Linked DNA regions of Mus musculus: regions 1 and 3 are each linked to region 2. Evidence: chromatin contacts called from public Hi-C and HiChIP or PLAC-seq data. All regions are on one chromosome and are shown on one strand. The core of a region is the stretch at or near the end of the contact, and the rest is flanking DNA. Distances in the headings are between cores, read along the strand shown. Region 1 overlaps Gan (giant axonal neuropathy). Region 2 overlaps Cmip (c-Maf inducing protein). Region 3 overlaps Cmip (c-Maf inducing protein).

The links. Hi-C and Micro-C count contacts between places; a contact is called where the count stands out from the background. HiChIP or PLAC-seq counts read pairs in DNA pulled down with a chosen protein or histone mark.
Region 1: a contact with region 2 is called in a Hi-C map of bone marrow-derived macrophages, with 3 times the contacts expected there. The contact joins two enhancer-like sites. A contact is called at or near these places in 1 of 15 datasets of contacts at CTCF or cohesin (pro-B cells), 9 of 484 Hi-C or Micro-C datasets (bone marrow-derived macrophages, double positive thymocytes, embryonic stem cells and 2 more) and 6 of 115 datasets of contacts at active chromatin or transcription factors (CD8 T cells, bone marrow-derived dendritic cells, bone marrow-derived macrophages and 3 more).
Region 3: a contact with region 2 is called in an H3K27ac HiChIP or PLAC-seq map of the HPC-7 cell line, with 6 times the contacts expected there. The contact joins two enhancer-like sites. A contact is called at or near these places in 10 of 484 Hi-C or Micro-C datasets (bone marrow-derived macrophages, cerebral cortex, muscle stem cells and 6 more), 12 of 115 datasets of contacts at active chromatin or transcription factors (the 230-238 cell line, CD8 T cells, the HPC-7 cell line and 7 more) and 3 of 9 other capture datasets (adipose tissue, liver and pancreatic islet).

The regions. Positions count from the first base shown.
Region 1 is chr8:117,199,794-117,202,493 of GRCm38.p6, forward strand. The region is part of intron 9 of Gan (giant axonal neuropathy); the gene reads left to right. Among named protein-coding and RNA genes, the nearest start is that of Gan, 43 kb to the left of the region's middle. Within about 2 kb of position 1,263, at least 62 of the 459 cell types and tissues checked have an H3K27ac peak or open chromatin away from gene starts, as enhancers often do. A contact at or near this core is called in bone marrow-derived macrophages, granulocyte-monocyte progenitors and myeloid progenitors, where this site is marked.
Region 2 is chr8:117,296,581-117,299,280 of GRCm38.p6, forward strand. The region is part of intron 1 of Cmip (c-Maf inducing protein); the gene reads left to right. Among named protein-coding and RNA genes, the nearest start is that of Gm51554, 17 kb to the right of the region's middle. Within about 2 kb of position 1,446, at least 68 of the 459 cell types and tissues checked have an H3K27ac peak or open chromatin away from gene starts, as enhancers often do. A contact at or near this core is called in the HPC-7 cell line, bone marrow-derived macrophages, granulocyte-monocyte progenitors and 1 more, where this site is marked.
Region 3 is chr8:117,361,132-117,363,831 of GRCm38.p6, forward strand. The region is part of intron 1 of Cmip (c-Maf inducing protein); the gene reads left to right. Among named protein-coding and RNA genes, the nearest start is that of Gm51554, 47 kb to the left of the region's middle. Within about 2 kb of position 1,435, at least 80 of the 459 cell types and tissues checked have an H3K27ac peak or open chromatin away from gene starts, as enhancers often do. A contact at or near this core is called in the HPC-7 cell line, where this site is marked.

The DNA of each region.
Region 1 (2,700 bases), core at 13-2,512, 97 kb before region 2:
GATGCTACACAGTCACTGCCTGCCTCATGCGTTCCCCTGCAGCTACGAGGCTCAGGCACTGTCAGCCTCCAGTCTCACAGTGAGCACGGCGCACAGGTGCTGAGTGGTCAGCAGACCTGGAACCCACACTCGGGCTTTGGGGCTGCAGAGTCCCCCTTTGCACCCACCCAGCAGTGGGCAGCGTTCCCTCCTGGGTCTGCACTCTTGCACACTGTGGAAAGTGCTGCTGTCAGATGAACAGTCTGGGTTGGATGGGAGGCCACTCAGATTGTATGTAAGCTCTTGTCTTTCCTGTCTTTGTTCCTTATTTTTAGATTAAAACTTTTCTGGAAAAATGCCATATCTTACTATTTTCTATGCTTTCTGAGTTTTGTTTTTGTTTTTGTTTTTTTAAAAAGCTGTTAAAAAGAAAAAAGAAGAAAGGCCATAAATTCCTCCCAAGTCATGGTAAAGACACACTGAGAGCAGGGCCTTCCCTCCCTCCTCTGGAAGTCCCCTGAGCCCCTGTGCTGTTCTCAGCTGTCCCCACAGTCTCTCTGACGACTGCCCGCTCTACCGTTCACTCTCAGGCCCCCTCTCTCCTGCCTCTCCCTGCCGTGACTCCGAGCAGTCCCAGAGCTGTTGCAGGCACTGCCCCTTCCACTCTTCTGCAGAGTGGAGTAGACACTGAGGTCCTCCCAGCGCCCTGCTCAGGTCCGTGAGCTGTGCTGAGCTCTGCTGAGCGTCCTCCACATCCTGAGTCTGCGGCGGCTCCTGCCACATCTTCCCTTCCTGAGTCCCGTCCTCTTCCTCTGTCTGGTTCCCGCTTTGGCACACGGTCCCTGTGTTGTGTTGCCAGTGTCACCTTTCCATCTTTGAGTGTAGAGTTGCACAGGCGGGCCTGACACCTAGACAAAAGCTAGTGACCCAGGAAAGGCGAAGTCAGTCCTTGCACACTCCCATCCTCCAGAGACAAGAAGGCCACGGGATCCCAGGGAAGTTACAGCAGACATCAACGTGAGGCGCATCCCTCCACGCAGTTCACTTAGGAGAAACGTCTGGGCACGGTGGGACGAACCTGTAATCCTAGTACTTAGAAGACTGAAACAGGAGACTTGCTAGTTCAGAGCAGCTTCAGTCACACTGAGAACTCAGGAGGCAGCATCAGGTCAGGCTTGAAAAGCAGTGTGCAGTCTTGAAAAGCAGTGTGTCCTCAGCCCTGCGGTGACTAGGCTGGTCGCCATTGCTGTCCAGATGGGGTGTGTCTGTGACAGGCTGTATCTTTCCATCCCAGGCCTGGCTCTGCAGCTGTTGATCTAGCTGACGTCCTCTCTTCATCTTTCCTACTTGCAAGGATGTGCAGCGGAAGCGTCTATATCTTAGTCTTATTGGCAGGGCCAGCAGTTAACCTGTGCAGTGTGCTCTCAGGGCTGAGTCGGTCATGTATAAAAGTTGCTCATCCTGACACTCTGCAGAGACACCACACTGCCTGGCCTTGCGAATGCCATACCTGTCGGATCTGAGGGTTAGAAGAAGGGAGTTCTTCCGTTGCCCTTAGTAAGACTTGTGAAGCCATGAGTCCCAGAGCGCAAACCCTGCTCTTCACCTCCTCACTTTGGGTCACGGTCCAGCCCAGAGGCAGAAGCCACACCAGTAACCTAATCAGAAAGTGCAGTGGTGTATGTAAGTACTGAGCAGCCGTGATGAGGGATGAAAAGGACCCCGAGGACGGTGGTATCGGACTGAGATATGACTAGCTAGAACACGTGTGTGTATGTGTGTGAGGCCAAGTTCCGTATTTCTAGCCCCAGTAAGCCACCTGATAGGAGGCTGGGCATGTGGCTCAGGAGAGACCATGATGCAGCCCTGGGGCCCATCCTCTGTACCCCAGAACCTGGACATATTACCCAGCGCTCATGGAAGCAGAACAGAGGTTAAAGGTCACCCTCGGCAGCTTAGCCTGGCCCTGTCTTAGAAAAGGAAAGGAAGAGGGAGGGGAGAGACAGGAAGAAGAGAGGGGGAGAAATGTAGTGGCTTAGCGTTGTTCTATAATCTTGGGCAAATTATCTTGTTTCCTTGTTTCTTGGAACTTGAAATAAGGAAGCTCTGTGTTTCGTGAGAGTCGGTGAAGTCTGTTGAAGTGGGTGATGTTCTTTATGAGGTGTTTCTTTGTTGGTCGTTGACATCAGAGGCCACTCACCTACCGTGCAGCTTCTTAGCTGCCGTGCAGGACAGTGGAAAGGCCACGGTGTCCACAGAACAGCATGCACCGTCCTGGACAGCAGAGCCTCAAGGCTGCTTAGGCAGTGACTGTGATCTGGCATGGCTCTAAGCTGTTAGTGGGAAATGGGTCAGTTTCCTGAGTGAACATTACCACATGGCAAAGCCTAGAATCTACTTATCTCATATGAAGGTCAGGGAACAACCTTTGCAGGAGTTGATTCTATGATGTGGGTCCTAAGGATCAAACTCGGGTCAGCAGGCTACACAGCAAACACCTATACCAACTGAGCCGTATCAGTTTACAGCCATCCTTTTTACATTGATTTATGTTTATGAGTATTATGCTTGAATCATCTGTGTCCCATGTGTGTGCCTGTGGAGGTCGGAAGAGGGCATTAGATCCCCTAGAACTGGAGTCTCAGATGCCTGTGAGCTACCGTGTGGGTGCTGGGAATTGAACCTGGATCTTCTGCAAAAGCAACAAGTTCTCTGACCGCG
Region 2 (2,700 bases), core at 196-2,695:
AATTGTGTGATGTTTGGAGTTCTGGAAACTTTTCAGAGGGTCTGTAAATGCTAGGGTCCTGAGAGACGGGGTTGGTGGTTATTGGTTGTTGGGGGGGGGTTGGCTGGTTGTTGGTTTTTGTTGGTTATGGTTTATTAAGTAGCCATGCAAAGAAGAACAGAAAGGAGGAGGAGGAGAAGGAGTAGTAGTAGGAGGAGGAGGAAGAGAAGGAGGAGGAGGAAGAGGAGGAGGAAGAGGAGGAGGAGGAGGAGGAGGAGGAGGAGGAGGAGGAAGAAGAAGAAGAAGAAGAAGAAGAAGAAGAAGAAGAAGAAGAAGAAGAAGAAGAAGAAATAATAATTAGATATTTTGTGGCAAAGATCAAACTTGCCCCAAGGAACTCCGATGCCTCTAATAAGCAGGAAGTAGTCTAACAATAACATCGCCCCCTTTCTGACCCCCTATTCAGGGATCTCTTTCCTTTCCTCTCTATCCCTTTTTTTCCCCTCCTTTCTAGTGTTAGGAGGTTGGAAAAAAAGGGGTGAAGAAAAGTGGAAGAAAGAAGAACCTGTAAGGTAACAAAAGGACGCCTACAGAGCAATCCATGGGGAGCAAGCCAGTAAGCAGTCCTCTTCCATGGCCTCTGCATCAGCTCCTGCCTCCAGGTTCCTATGCTGTTTGAGTTCCTGTCTTGATTTCCCTTCAGTGATGAACAATGAGGTAGAAGCATAGGCCAGATTAACCCTTTCCTCCCCAAGTTGGTTTGATCACAGCGTTTTATCACAACAGTAGTAATTCCAACAAAGACAATGATTTAGCACATAGGTCAAAAAAATGTAACAGTGTCATCTACCTGGATGGAGAATGTTCCAGAATCTTCCATGCTAGCTGCCTCCTGGCTCTCTAAAGAGTTTCCCGAGGAAAGGAAAAGGGTTAGTTTGGTGGGGTGTCTCCAACACCCCACTCCTTGTAGCCCAGATCAAGTTTAGTTTCAGATATGTCTTTATCATTCTCGTGTGTCCCGAGCCTAGTGCTGGGGACTCAGATCAGGGCCCGTCAGTGGTTTCCATACGACCGATGCGTGCTGAGAATTGAGCAGATGTGAGAACCGGGATCCTGTCCCAGAATTTGCCTCTGTTGACCTAGTGGCTGAGAAAGCAGCCACGTGCGTAGCTGCTCTGGCCTCAGAGCGAGGGGGCCCCTTCCTCCACACTCAGGACTGTGGAGTGTGGGTGACCCCTTCCCTCTGGGAGGAAGGGATACACTGCTTGTAGGAGGTAGGACATTAGGAAAGAGGACTTTGGAGGCAGCGCAGTGTGTAGGTTGTGCCCGTACCGCTGACATGATGTCAGGAGCCACACATGCTTAGGGCCACCTAGATAGCCAGGACTACTCTGATATGCAGGACTGTAAGGCTTCAAGCAAGCCAGGTCTCCTGTCTGAACGTTGGGTTCCTCCTCCATAGAACGGGTCCCCGTAAGCTGTCTGTCTTTAAATGATAAGGCCTCATGGCTAGTGCCTGGCCCTTGCTCATGGGAGATACTCACCAAGAGTCACCTGTGGTTGTTCTCGACAGGGTTATTATCATCCCACAGGGCATGGACTTCCCTGGTCCAGTAGGGACTTCTGGCTTGTGCAAAGGGCAGGAGGCCGGTAAGGCCCTGGGAGGCTGGGCAGTGTGGTGAATGGGAGAGAGGAGGCCAAGGGGTGCAGAAGTTCGGATAAGTCCTGGCGCACACTCCAGAGTGGAGAAAAACAAAACAGCCCGGTCTGCGGTGACCACTCCATTTCCTGCAAAGAAGGAAGTTGCAGATTTCCTCCCTGGTGTCCAGGGAGGGATGGGACAGGCTGCTTAGGGCGGGACCCACGTGGGGAGGTTGGTGGGGTCTGGCTGGAGTGGCTCTGTACCCAGAGCACAGTCTTTCTGCGGTCAGCCCCTGCCTGGAGTCTCTGAGCTACTTCCCCCAGGAGCCGGGTGTCCTTGTATCCGGGACAACCTGGATCCGTTTCTTCTCCTTTGTGCTGGACAAGAAGCAAAGCGACTAGAGGTCCAAGACACCAGTGGGATCTGTCACTTCCTCTTGGAAGCCAGGACCCTCCCTTTTGGAGTCTCCTTGTCCCTTAGGGTGTCACTGGCTGTCAGTTTCCTTTCTACCTCCTGTCCCCAGGAGACAGGGAGCTGCTATTCCTCAGGCTCCATCTCCCCAACAATGTACATTTATGTGATAATTGCCCTCCAGTCTCTTAAATGAGGGAACTGGAAAGAGGGTAGGATCAAGGAATTGGGTGAAGTCACGCACTGGATCTGACAAGCTGAGGATGTGGCCTGTGACCTTTCAGATCCAGGGCAGTGAGCTCATTGCTGCCTCAGTTTTATCATCTCTATTATGAGGTAGCAGTGAGCCCACTTTAGGGTTGCTGAGACCAGTAAGAACAGGACCTACCCCCAGGGACCGCTATGGTTACTTTTTGCATCCGCTCACCTAAAGTAGACGTATCTCAAACTTCTTGTTACATTTATTTGTTGTAAGGTGTTTGTGTACACGCACGTATGCACACACACCAGGATATGCGTGTAGAGGTCAGAAAATGGCTGTGGGAGTCGGTTCTTTCTTTCCACCACGCGGGTCCTGAGAATTGAGTTCAGGTCTCATTAGGCTTGGTGGCAAGCTTCCTGCCCCACTGAGCCATCCTCCAGGCCTTGAAATAAACAAGAAGCTGACG
Region 3 (2,700 bases), core at 185-2,684, 65 kb after region 2:
TTCATTCTACCTAGCCTTGGGCAGGTTCCCTTTCTGGATTCTCTGACACGCCGTTTCCTAGGCTCCAAGGACCTAAGGGCATGCTCTCCCCAGGTGGGTCTCCAGAGCTGGGGCTCCCCAAGTCTTGCCTGGAGTAACAAGATCTCCATGTTGTGTAGAAATAGAGTCTGCCTTGGAAAAAGCTGCTCTTCCCAGTGAGTCTCCTGAGCTGGTCGTATACGCTACTTAACTGTCTCCAGATCTCTACTGGCTGGCTTCTAGCTTCAGACAGCACAAAGCAAATGGAAGCCAGTGGTCCTTGAACACAGCGCACATCCATTGTCTCTCTTCTTAGTCAACAGCATTCCTGGGAGGTAGGCCTTCTCTTACCAGAGCTGAGCCTAGCTGTCCCCTGGCTCAGGGTGCCCCACCTGCCCAGACCAAGCAGAATTTGCCCCTCATGAGTCTTATTCCTGTTCTGATGGCTGCTTGCCTCATGGCTCTCAGGATCCAGAGTTAGCAGAGGCCAGGGTCCCTGACCGTGGTTGTGAAATGGGCAGAGATTCTCATAGAGGGTAATGGCAGCCCTTGTATAAAGTGAGCGAGCCTCCCGACTCAGTGTGCCTGGGACTTCCCTACGTTACTATGCAGAGCCCTGCTTTGGGAAGCCCCTCAGGCCCACACGCATTGACGTGCCGGTCTCCCTCATGTCCAAGTTTCTCTGAGTGCCAAATGGGAGGGAAATATAAACACACAACATAGAATTCAGTGGCCTCTGGCCCTCGTTAGTAAAGCTGAAATTGGTGAGGGGAAAAGCACATTTAAAAAGTAATGGGGTTGGAACTGCTGACTTTTGAAATGAAGTCACAGGGTCAGCCAGAGACTTTGAGATAGTCGGTCTCCTGTAGCCCAGGCTGGCCTTCAGCTTGCTCTATAGCCAGGGCTGGCCTTGAACTCCTGATTTTCCTGCCTCCACCTCTCGAGTGCTAAGATGACAGGCATGCTCCAATTCTCCAGAGGTGGAGAGGAACTGGTCCTTCCTTCAGTTGGGGTCAGATTGAGGGCATCCGGTCTCCACATTTCATAGTTGGAAAGAGGGCGTGGTTTGTAGTTTTGAAAGCCAATGCAAAGCTACCTGTTAATAATTTTACAGAAACCAGTTCTGTGGATTGGTTGGGGGTGGGTGGGCCAGGTGACAGGCAGGTGTGGCAGTGCCCACCCACCATGGACTAGGCTGAAGGGAGGGAGGGAGGGAGAGAGAGAGAGAGAGAGAGAGAGAGAGAGCAGACCCACAGCCTGTATCAGTGGGAGGTCTTGTTTCTCTTTGGGACCTATCTTGTAGAGGAGGGACAGAGGGGAGAAGTTAGAAATTCACTGGGCTGATTGGACGGTAAGTTCCAGTATTGTTTTGACAAGCTGGCTGTACAGACCTCAAGACAGCCCACCTGCTTCCTCAGAAGCTCCACTCAGGAAGTAACTCAGCACTCTTGCTAGGAACAGAGTAGATGCATTCCTTCAGAGGTGCCTCTGGCAGGCAGAAAGATCCGGCAGTTCAGGTGACTCAGTGCTCAGTCCCTTGTCCCTCAGGCAAGTGACAGTGACTCCAGCTTCCCTGACTCCAGTCTCCTGCTTTGTAAGATGTGTGTTGTCCCCGGTGGCTGTGACAGGGAGGTTGGTTGATGTCATCCAAGCCCTCCGTGTAGCATCTGGCCTGGGATTCAGGTTGAGCGCTGCCTCAGTCAGCAGGACCTCTCTCCCTTTGATGTTCCTCTTCCCTTCCTATTCTCTGTCAGCTTCCTAGGGTGCAGAGTAGAAACCCCAAACCCTGGGCTTGGCCTGAGACAGTGACCCAAGCTGCTGAGGGTGGCCTTTAAGTTAAAGTCAGCTAAACCGAGGGGTTCCACTCCACTGGTCACAAATGGCCACATTCTAAGTGCTCAGACGTAGACGGGGAATGTGGCAAGGTTGGCGGGTACTTGCCTGGCGTGCATGAGTTGCTGGGTTCCATTCCAGCACTGTGTATAAATGGAGGTTCGTGCTTGCAAAGCTTGGCACCGGAGATGGGGAGACAGGAGGGCCAGGTATGAGGGTTCATGGTCATTCTTGACTATGTAGTGAGTTACACATATAAGACTTCCCCACCGTTCTAGAAAGTTCCTGGGCATTGCTGAAATGTAGATCCCACCCTGCTCCTGCACCAGCCAAGAGCACCAACCTTTACAATCTCTTGGTGGCTGTGTATTCTTTGTTATCACGTGTGCTGGTGACTATGTGGTCCCCGTGGTCCAGGCTGCCAGCCTGTCCTGGGACTGCCCTGGCTTGGCACCGCGACAGCCTTCACAGCCCCAGGAGTCCCGCTAGCTGGCAGGAGGATGTGGCAGGGATTCCAGGCCTGGCACCTGGCATGTCACTAAGCAAGGCCAGCAAAGCCTGAGATTGTTCCGGCCCCACCCTGACAGCTCAGGATGTCGGCTAGTACTTCAGAGAAAGGCTGCGGCTTAGCGGGAACTAGGAAGCTGGAAGAGGCTTTACTGGACCGCTGGAAAATTCTAGTTGTTCATCAGGTGAAAGAGGAGGGGAGGTGGTGGAGATTCTCTAAGAACATGGCATTGATGTTGGCTGAGGTCCCCCTCTGGCTGTACCTGCCCATCTCTTATATGCCTGATGCTGTACTATAGGGACATGGTGGCTCTAAGTCAGGTCCTGTCCCTGCTCTTTGGG